3 separate regions of the Mus musculus genome follow, and regions 1 and 3 are each linked to region 2. A link is a contact called in public Hi-C and HiChIP or PLAC-seq data. All regions are on one chromosome and are shown on one strand. Each heading gives the region's core, a stretch centred on a gene start, on an enhancer-like site or on the middle of the called end of the contact. The rest is flanking DNA. Distances are from core to core; before and after follow the strand shown.

Evidence for each region. A called contact is a pair of places that touch in the nucleus more often than the background predicts. HiChIP or PLAC-seq counts read pairs in DNA pulled down with a chosen protein or histone mark.
Region 1: a contact with region 2 is called in an H3K27ac HiChIP or PLAC-seq map of trophoblast stem cells, with 4 times the contacts expected there. The contact joins two enhancer-like sites. A contact is called at or near these places in 1 of 484 Hi-C or Micro-C datasets (nephron progenitors) and 4 of 115 datasets of contacts at active chromatin or transcription factors (differentiating embryonic stem cells, extraembryonic endoderm stem cells, stem cell-derived neural progenitor cells and 1 more).
Region 3: a Hi-C map of bone marrow-derived macrophages shows a contact between it and region 2, with 18 read pairs. The contact joins two enhancer-like sites. A contact is called at or near these places in 2 of 15 datasets of contacts at CTCF or cohesin (the NIH/3T3 cell line and pro-B cells), 21 of 484 Hi-C or Micro-C datasets (B cells, the G1E-ER4 cell line, the HPC-7 cell line and 15 more), 1 of 115 datasets of contacts at active chromatin or transcription factors (kidney) and 1 of 9 other capture datasets (embryonic stem cells).

Annotation. Positions count from the first base shown.
Region 1 is chr17:81,042,028-81,045,307 of GRCm38.p6, reverse strand. Thumpd2 (THUMP domain containing 2) reads left to right here. Exons shown (of 10, transcript NM_028138.1): 6 at 1,121-1,208. Among named protein-coding and RNA genes, the nearest start is that of Thumpd2, 21 kb to the left of the region's middle. Within about 2 kb of position 2,012, at least 23 of the 459 cell types and tissues checked have an H3K27ac peak or open chromatin away from gene starts, as enhancers often do. A contact at or near this core is called in trophoblast stem cells, where this site is marked.
Region 2 is chr17:80,682,015-80,685,511 of GRCm38.p6, reverse strand. All of the region lies in intron 1 of Map4k3 (mitogen-activated protein kinase kinase kinase kinase 3), which reads left to right. Among named protein-coding and RNA genes, the nearest start is that of Map4k3, 44 kb to the left of the region's middle. Within about 2 kb of position 1,446, at least 34 of the 459 cell types and tissues checked have an H3K27ac peak or open chromatin away from gene starts, as enhancers often do. A contact at or near this core is called in bone marrow-derived macrophages and trophoblast stem cells, where this site is marked.
Region 3 is chr17:81,004,411-81,008,084 of GRCm38.p6, reverse strand. No RefSeq gene overlaps it. Among named protein-coding and RNA genes, the nearest start is that of Thumpd2, 59 kb to the left of the region's middle. Within about 2 kb of position 2,249, at least 6 of the 459 cell types and tissues checked have an H3K27ac peak or open chromatin away from gene starts, as enhancers often do. A contact at or near this core is called in bone marrow-derived macrophages, where this site is marked.

The DNA of each region.
Region 1 (3,280 bases), core at 763-3,262, 360 kb before region 2:
TTGTGACAGGAAGTGCACATTGTGACAGGAAGTACACAGTTGCAGTGTCTTATCTGGTCCTAAGAATTTAAGAGGCATGCAGGAGATACAGACCGAATAATCTAAAGCCGGACAAAGATGAGAAATAAACCGATAGCAAGTCAGTGTGTGGAGTTACACTGAAAGGTTTACAGAAGGATGCGGAAAACTGTGGCTTTGTGTGACGGCCCTCTCACGGGTTTAAAATGACCCTACCCCCAAACACCAGCACAAATTCTTGAAATCGTAACCTATTTATCTTATCAAAATTGCAGCTACAAAACAATACCCCTTACTTGTTGCCTTAGAGAGGTAGATACGGAGGCTGGGGAGGCAGCTCAGTCTGTAAGATGCTACTATACCCTAGTGAGGACCTGACTTCATCCTCAGAACCTCAGATGGCTTCCACTTGGAGCCCCAGCATTGGGGAGGCAGAGACAGCGGGGTCACTGCCCTTGTTCTGCAGTCCAAGGCCAGTGTCAGCAAGCGTCTGGTCCCAGAGAACCAACCAACCGGTCTTGAGAAATAAGACACCCTCTGAGGAGCATCTCTCAAGGCTGACCTATAGCCACACAAATGTCTGTCAGATGTAGAAGCATGGTAGCTAGGAAGGGGGTGGGTGTAGGGTGGGCCTGTGCTGCAATTAAGAATGAGAGCAGAGACTCATTTGTATGCTTCGGCCTCTTCCTGTCCTCTGAGAAAGATGCAAATCAGCAGAAACCAAGCTTCCAGAAGCCACTATAAATTCCCCATCCTGCATCCCGATCACAAAGCCCTGCTCCTCTTGATGATGCCAGCTGTTCTGGGTAGAAGGACGGGAAGTGCTAAGTAAGAGGTTTCCTTCATGTGTGATTTTTTGGTTTTGTGACTTAAATTTCAGTTGTCTAAGATAATTGTTATTCTAAATGCCACACTAGTTGATTAAATAAACAGCCCAATGTAGAAGGTATTTAATAATGGGATGAAAATATCCTTTAGTTCAGAGAACATATCAGGTTGATATGTTAAAGTGCTTCTCAGAGACAAAATAATCTTTTTTTTTTTGCATCCTGTGCTTTAGCATATGATAATATTTGATACCTACCTTGCCTCTTTCTTGCAGAATGCCCTTGGCCAGCAGAACTTACATCCAGACAGCTGGGCTGCGGTCAACCATAGCGTGGGCCATGGCGTCCATTGCAGAAATTAAGGTTAGTAAGATACCTGTTTCCCTCTCGAGGCAAGCGAGGCCCTTCCTGTGTTAACTACACAGTCTGGTGGTTTCTGTTTTCCCCTCTCTCGCCTCTTTATTTTTTATTTTTTGCAGCTGCCAATGGACTTAATAGCCTTTGTTTTATTTCTCGCTTTTTGTTTTTCTGCATTGAACTTCTCTGTAAGCATTTTGACTAAAAAAATGAATTGTGTTTTATTATTTCTGATCTTATGAGTCATAGTCCAAAATGTGACCCATAGAACCTTCATCTTTAAAAATGTTAGCTTTCTCTCTGTCCAGCGTCTTCATCAGTCTGTGAAAGTTACGCCGACAATAGGAAGTAGTGTTTTCTTATTGAGGAGTGTTCTATATGATCTCTGCAACCTGCGTGACTGTCTAGAAGCTATCCTGAAACTTCCTGCATTGCTGTATGTGCACTAAGTTGCATTTCTCCTTCAGCGAGATCTCACTTCATGCAAATGTTCTCTATTTGCTGTGAAACTCCTCTCTGTCTGGGTTTGCCAGCTCAGCTCAGACTTCACCATGTCTTGTGTCTTAATGATCATTTCACACTGTGCTTTCCAATTTCAAGTTCAAGGATGTTGTTGTTGTTGTTGCTATTTTGCCTTTTGTCTCTCCTAGGAAGTCCTGAGCAGCCTTTGGAGCCAAGGCTGGTCTTGAACTTGTGACTGTGTGTCAGCCTCCCTGTTTTCTGTTTATTGACACCACACCCAGCTTCACACCTGGTGTTGATCTTTTCTGTCCCTGTCTCTTTCATTGAAAACAACCAGAAAGAAGCCTGGCAGATTCACTTCCTGTCTTCCTCCTCCACTTCCTGTCTGCTGTCTGTCTATAGTGTTTCTTACTGTTGACCTGTGAACTGCCCCTGCTGTGACCAGTGGACCTGCCAATCCCTTGATATCCTCCTCCCTTGGGGCCATTCCTGTAGGTTGCTGAACCCACTCCTAGCTAATCCATTCCCACGGTTATCTTCCCAGCTGCCCCTCTGGGTCATGAGGAGTCCTTCCACTTCCCTTCCCAGCAGCCATGCTTTTGCAAAAGTCCTGGCTTCCCCTCCCAGCCCACAGCTGCTAAACTGAACTAAAATACTGTGTATCACAGATTCCCTCAAAGTTGCCCCCTGCTGTTTTTGAATCTCAGTTAGCTCTTTCATGGCTCTCTGGTAGAGCATACTTTCATAGCACATTTGGGTACAGTCGCAAAGATTCCTCTAACCTGTGTTGTTCCTCACCTTGTTCTCTTTCCCTTCCCTATCCGGGGCGCCGACATTGACTTAGTTCAAGTCAGTTTATAGCCATGTCCTCTCCTGTCGTATTTGACTGGAACACTGTCTGTATCCATCCCATCCTCAGATCCTCCTTTCTTCCTTTCTTCATCATGGCGACAGAGGGTCTTGATTTGGAGTTCTACCCTTTCAGGCATGGAGTGCTCTCCCTCCTTTATCTTCGGGTGCCACCAATGAATCTGCCACACACCGTGGGTCTCTTGGTTCTTTCTAAAGGCTGGCTCCTAAGAGTTTTGTCTTCAGTCTAAAGCTCGGGAGTGCTGCAAGAATCTCTGTAGACGGGGTGTTTTGTTGTGCACGCACGAGTATGTTTCTATGCAGGCCCAGAGGTTCCTGCGTCTGCCTTCCTGGTGAGTTTTGTCTCCAGCACTTACTGGCCAAGGACTTTTAGGAAAGATATGTAACGACACTGCCTCTCTTTCTTGTTTGCAAGATAAAAATAGTATGCCATACTGTTAGAGTAGCCGTTGGGGTCACAACATCTCTGATGGGCCAGGCTCAGCCACTTGTTCTCGGGAGGGCAGTGACAAACAGGGCTGACAACATGGCTCAGTGGCTAAACTCAATAGCTGTTCTTCAAGAGGACCAGGGTTCAGTTGATACCCAGCACCCACATGATGGAGTGCAGCCACCTGTCACTCCAGTTCTAGGCAGGCACCTCTTTTCTGGCATCAGGCACTCACATAGTGCACAGGCACACATGCAGGCAGGCAAGACACTCATACACAGGAATAAAATAATTTTTAAATTAAAAACAAAATCAT
Region 2 (3,497 bases), core at 197-2,696:
CGGTTAGATGGGGCGTGAATCCTCACGGCTGCGAATGGCTGCGAAGGGAGCTCCATCGTGTTGGAAGTGTGGACCTGCGAATCCTCTTGGCATGCCTCAGAACAGCAGGGATGCTCAGCCGGCTTCCCCCTCCCCTGAGTCTGGGCTGGGGCCTCAGCCCATGGGATGATGCCGGCTACAGTCGCCGGTGGTCTTCTTCCTCACTTATAATCTCTGCAAGCACAGATATGCCCAGAAACGTGTTTCCTCAGGGACCCTAGGCCAGTTGAGTTGACACTGAGGATTAACTACCTCCTTCTGTATCCTTCAGCGATGAGTAGAAAGCCCGACTGTATTTCTCTGCAACGTGATAGTATTTGTGAATAAGAACATTCTGAGTAGCAGGAGCACTAACCAGTGACCCCGTGTTGCTCAGTTCCATTTAGTGAAACATCCATACTACTCAAGACCCCAGGGACGGGAGAGTGGGAATGATCGCTGTGGGCTTAGGGGCTTGCTTTTGTTTTGGTGCTGTGGTGAAATATTCTAAAATTCAGCAGTGATGGTGCTCCACTAACTAATCTATGAAGTGGCCGCAGTGAGGTCCTCAGTGAAAGGGAAACTGCTGTGGAGTCCTCTGAGGGCTGTCAACAAACAGCAAGGTGTAATGCTCATGGCAGGCCACTTCAGTGTCTGCTTTTAAGAAGTATGAAAATTCTATTGCAATACTGACTTTGGTTTTTTTTTTTTAAAGTTCATACATGCTAATATCTTGGAATGTTAGCCTTGCTCATTTGAAAACTAAATTGCTTGAGCTGAATCAAAACTGATAAATCCAGAATAAATATTTGAGATATTATTGACTTAATCCTGAAATAAGTGATTTTTTTTTTTAAAGATAGGGTTTTGCTACATAGTCTTGATTGGCATTGCACTCTCGTACTGCCTCGGCATCTTAGTTACTAAAATCCCATGTCTGCAGCTACCAGTGTGCCACACAATCATAATGCATTCAAAACTCCATGGTTTCTGATGAGAAAAGGCTCTGAAATAGAAGTCCCCTGACTTCCTTTGGACCTCTACCCCGCCCTCACAGAGTATTACCAAGTAAGATACACTGAGTTGCACTGCAGAAAGCAGGAGGAGGGGGAGCTCTTAAGCCGCCTGGCTCCGGCCACTGGAAAGAGAGCACCAGAAGTTAATTATTCATCCCAGAGAGACTGGGGTTTGGAACTGATACCTTATAGCAAGTTTTTGACAGACCTTTTGAATTAATAAGTCAAAGAGTAGTGACAGACCCTCTGAAAGCATAGTGACTAGTGGCTTATTTCACCTGCTCACTAGGAGTTTACTGTCATGATTTCTCAGCTGAATATGGCTAATGAGAGCTCTGAGTAAATCAGCTCTTAGCCAAGTATTTTGAGTGCAGCAGCCATTTTGAAAGGACATTTGTGACTTTGTCCATGAAGAGTGTGCCCTCCTGTGGCCTCTGGGAACAAATTTTCAGCTCTGATCAATCAGCTTCACGTTGTGATGTCACACAGTGGAGTCACCATACCTCTTTTCAGTAAACAAGTGAGACTTTTGAACAGGTCTGATTAGAGATTCACTGAGTCAGGAAGTAGCATCCGGTTTTATTTTCGATGCCCAGTGTTTCCCCCAGGTCACCATGTCCCTGTTTGCAGATGCTCCACAGTGACATTCCAGGTTCATTGTTTATGTGATGTCTCATCCTGGAGAAAGGAACAGAATTTACTCAGTGCTGTTGGGGGGTTTGTCACACTTAAAAGAAAGGAACTTTGGCTAGAAGTACTCAGATCTGTTTTCCATTGTCTCCATATGGGCATCGTGAGTATTTGTTAGTGATGAAGATTATAAGTTGAAGAATTTTTAAAAACTTTTTTATATGTATATTTGCCTTATGTTTGTGTTGTATGTGCCTGGTGCCCATGGGGGCCAGGAGAGGGCATTGAATCCCCTGGAATAGGAATGGTGGAGAGCCGTCATGAGGGTGCTGGAAAAGCATCCGGTGCTTTTAACCGCTTCACCATCTCCTTCAGCCCTAAAGATAAGATTTTTAAATGAGTTTTCCCTGCATTTTTTAAATTTTTAACTTTCTATAGGGAATATATTAGTTACTTTCCTACTGCTTTGTTAAAACACTGTGATGTAAGGAACTTAGAGAAGAAAGTGTTTATTGGATTGGCTTTTCCAGAGCGTTGGAGTTCATGAGGAGGGAGCGAAGGCATGGGGTAGAAACAGCTGAGAGACCGTGAGCAGGAGGCACTGAGGGCACTGGAGATGACCGGAGGCTTTGAAACCTCAGCCTCCCCCACCCATGACACATTCTCCAACAAGGTCATTCCTCGTCACCCTTCCCAGACAGCCAACTGGGGACCAAGTATTCAAACAACTTAGGCTTACAGTGGGGTGGGAATCACACTCAGATACCACAAAAAGAATCTTTTGGATTTAAAAAAAAAATTAAGGCAGAGTCTCACTTTGTAACCTTGGCTGACCTGGAACTAACTTTGTAAACCAGGCTAGCCTTGAACTCGTGTCAACCGACACACCTGCCTCTCCCTCTCATCAAATGAAGTGCTAGGATTAAAGGTCTGTGCCACCACGATGACTCTAAAAAAGTAGTGTGTGGCATATGTATAATGTGTGTTTGTGCATGTTTGTGTGTGTTGAGGTCAGAAGTTGGCATCAGTGTCACCTATCAACTGCCAACATACTTTCTGGAGCAGAGATCATCCGGATGCTGGGATGACAGGCATGTGTAGCCATACTCGATACCTGTGCCCTGCTTTTCTGTGGCTGCCGAGGACTTAGACTCAGACCCTATTGCCTGTTCAGCAAGCACATTACCACGGGAACCTTCTCCCGGCCCTGGGAGAGTCTTAAGTGCATATTTTTAGTAAGAGCTTAACTTTTTTTTCTGCTTTCTTGTGTACTTCCCTAGTTTGCTTACGTGTGTTAGTGGAGGGAAGGAGTATATTTGTTGGTGTGTGAATGCTGCATATGCACGCCTTTGTGTATGGGGACTCAGGTGTGTGCAGGTGTTGAGAGGACATGTATGCAGATGTGTTCAGAGACCCAAGTTTGACGGCTGGAGGCATCTTCAGTGCTCTCATCTTACACGTCGAGGCAGGGTCCCTAACTGAGTCCAGAGCTAGCTGCTCCTGCTGTCTCTGTAGCCAGCTTGCTGTGGGGGTTCCCTGCCTGGGCCTCCAGAGAGCTGGGTTTTACATGAATCTTGGGAAGCTGAATTCCATTCTGACCCCCAACTTCAGCACAACAAGTGTTTTACCCGTGAGCCCCCTCCCCAGTCCCTCTGCTGGTATTTTAATGCCCTGGTACTCCCATGTTAATTGTCAGATTTTCCCCATCTATTACTAAGGGAGGACTGCAGCTAAATCTAATCCTGGCCATATGATAAGATCTTCCTATAATCGTGGGATTGCTTATGTTTTTCCCTTTAGACTGATATAAAAATTAATTAAATGTAAACACTA
Region 3 (3,674 bases), core at 1,000-3,499, 320 kb before region 2:
TGGAATCCAGGCTTCTGCTAGCAGCCTTCAGATGAAGATGTAGAACTCTCAGCCCTTCCTGCACCACGTCTGCCTAGATGCTGCCATGCTCCTGCCTTGATGATAATGGACTGACCCTCTGAACCTGTAAGCCACCCCCAATTAAATGTTGTCCTTATAAGAGTTGCCTTGGTCATGGTATCTGTTCACAGCAGTGAAACCCTAACTGAGACAGTAATACAGACTTCACAATGAAATTGAATATGTTTTCTTCTTTGCCTGTTACCTTTTCCTTCTCTCTCTCTCTCTCTCTCTCTCTCTCTCTCTCTCTCTCTCTCTCTTCTAGTATAAGAACCACACTATTCAAGCTAGGAATGTAGCTCAGTTGGTAGAGCACTTGCTTAACATACACAAAAGCCTAGGTTCCATCACCAGTACGCCACAAACTACAAGTGGTGGCACGTGCCAGTAACCCTATTACTTAGGTTAAGGTAGGGGGATCAGATTTACAACAAAAGGGGGGAAGCCAGTTAGTCACCCAAGTTAATCTCCCCAATGTAGCCAAGGATGACCTTGATCGTCCCTCCCAGCCGCTGGAATTGGAGGTGCACGCTACCACACTCAAGAGAAGAGGCTAAGAACCTAAGTAAACTATCTAGTTCTGGAAGCTTCCAAAGGCATCATCTGTGATTATCCTTCTGTTACCCCGAGTCTACTGTGCGCCAGGAGGAAGGGGGAAAGAAAACACCTGTGGGCTTGGGAACAGCAAAATCTTTATTATTCCCACCATATAAGCAGAGTCACTGATTGATCCAGGCAGCCAGACAGGGGCTTAGAAGCCTTGTTTTCTCTGAGTGGGAGTTGAAGCAGGTTTTATAAGCAGAAAACCCGCAAGCATCTGAGCCAAGTTACAGTTATAAAATTTTTACCAATCAGAACTCCAGGATTAGGGACTTTGCCCAGCATTCCGTCGCCATTGTCAACTGGCATCTAATGTAAGTGCATTTGCCCAAGCAGTCAAATTCATTTGTTCTTTCTGTTGTTAGGAACAGACATTATTTTTTGGGTAACAGGTATGTTTTGGGTAACTACCGTTGCTTAGAGAGGGTGCTGGTCAGCTTAGGTAAAATGGAGTCTGAAGTCAAAATGGCGGTGCTTAAGGTAAGTTCCCTTTTTCTGCCCCCAACACTTCCTATCCTTTCTCCTACATCCAGTTTACTAACCAGTCTTATCAATGCCATCTTTGAAATGTATCTCTCCACTTGTCTCCCTTTTCCTTGCCCATCCAGGCCATTCTCTCATCTCCTGTGAGGCCAGGGCTAGCCTCTGTCTTTTCTGCTCCCTCCTCTACCCAGCTGCAGTTCTAATATTCCTAAGCTGGAAATAAAAGCAAACAATTCTCCCCCGTGAAACCCTTTAATTGCTTCCCACTGCCAGAATGAAGTGCACTACCCTACTAAGGGCAGCCAAGAAAGCTTTGCTGGTCTCAGGGCCTCGTCTCTACCACTGACCTTTTGTGCTCTCTACGCCAGACCCTTGACCCTCTCTGTTTCCTACTGGCAACGAGTTCACTTAGAGACCCAAAGGAGACCGACGGCAGTCCAAGCACACAGGCACTGGATTAATAATGAATGCTGAAGGAGAGGACACACACACACAATCAAAAAAGAAAGAGGAGTCTGAGGGGATAAGTCTATGGGTAAGAGAGCTTGCTGTGCAGGAGGAGGACCAGAGTTTGACTCCCAAGTACCCACATAAAACCCAGGCATGGCCTCACACAGGTATAACTCCAGCCTTTGAGGACCGAGGCCAGCAGATCCCAGGAGCTTGGGTGAGCTTCAGGTTCTGTGAGAGACCTGTCTCAAAGGAACAGAAAGAGAACAATAAATGTAAACATTTAATGTCTTCCTCTGGCCTTTCCTTGCATGTGTGTGGGCCCATGTATCCACACCCATGCGTGTGACATGCACAGAGATAGAGAAAGGGGGAGATGAGAGAGAGAGAGAGAGAGAGAGAGAGAGAGAGAGAGAGAGAGAGAAATCTTAATTTATAGCTAACCAATTTGTTTTCCTCTTATGTCTCTCCAGGCAGACAACCTCACATATCCAGTTTAGAACAATTAAAACGCTGGCTTTGAAGGTTTGCACAAATATAAGTTGCATACAAAGAGAAAATATATTGAATAGCCACATTTGCAGTTTGCAGCTGAGTGCCTTAGGCATCTTCCACCATTTGTGGTCGTTTTGCAGAACAGAGAACCTCCACTCCTTCTGGTCAAAGGACAAAGCCCTGAAGAAATGCAGAAGCAGTTGGAACGAGTTCTTGGTCACCGTAGCCATTTGCATTCAAAAGAAATTATTTCTGAAGCGTCCCTCTCAGAATTCCAATTAGAGAGGTAAAATCCCCCCCCCCCATAAACGGGAAGGTTTAAATTGCGGTGTAGAGTTATATTGAGGTTACTAACTTAATAATGTTTGAGCCATCAAATAAATGTTCCATAGTGCTTTGTTCATAACACATGCAAGTTCTATCTGGGTTAGCTTGGGTTAATTGTCCCTTTAATTACCCTAATGAGGCTTACTTGCTCGCCAAGCGATACTCTCAGACCACTTGGCTTCATCACACTACTGTCTATTTTTAACGGCTTCCCTAAAATGGGTGTCGAGGGAGTCGATGCTGTCTGGGGGAGGAGAACTTCTAACTGTGACACTGAGGTCATTCATTGATCCCACAGAGATTTAAGAGCAACTACTGTGAACCAGACATCGGGCCCAGCAGTGGAGACAGTAGGTACAAGGCAGTTTGCATCTTGCAAGAGTCTTGAGTTCGGTTAATTCTAGTTAGCATGTAAGCTGCACGTGAAGAATAACTGGCAAGGACAGGGACCATGGCAGTGTGGCCTGTTCAAGGACAGTGCCAGGGAGGCTTGCGATTTGATGGGTGTAAATTCAAACAAATCAAGCAGAGGTGTGGGTGCCCTCAGCCGGGGGACCAGCCCGGGTGGACCTAGAGGTAGCATTCAGGCACGGAGCACCCCAGATACTTAGCCCTCATCAGGCAGTGTCCCTGGGGGCACACAGGCCTCCACTTTCTTGTCCTCGGGACCCCAGATGCCTCTCTGTCCCCCTAAATAGGAACTAGCTCTTATCTCTGTCTCCAATGGGAACTCTTCAGAAGGCACCGTCTAATCTCCAAAACAACTCGTGTAAGCTATATGAACAATGTGCAAGGAAATGCACACAGCCCAAGGTGTGGCTGTCACTCAAAAGCACCCTGTGGAAACAACTGGCTGAGAGAAAGCATAGTTTTACCTATCTGTAATTTACTTCGTTTTATTCTCGCATAAGCTTCACGTCGGCAAGCGGCTTTCTTCAGCTGCAGTGTCTTCCAAGTGTCCAGCAGAACTCGAGGCATTCCAGAAATATTTGTCGAAATATGTAATTAATTTTATATTAATGTTCTGACAATCTTGACTCTCAAGAGCCTCCGGTGATCCAAAGAAAGAGGCAGGGTTTCTTCAAAGTGGGTGGTCGAGGTTCTAACAATGCCAGTGAACTGCAGACCAGGCAGCTCAAAAGAGAAGCAGTGTGGACCCTGTGGCCCGCTCATCAAGGCATCCGCTAAAGCCTTCTTTGCTAAATGTTATCTCTATGTGGCAGGTAAGTGTGATTTTTTTTTTCCAGCTGCAATCTCAG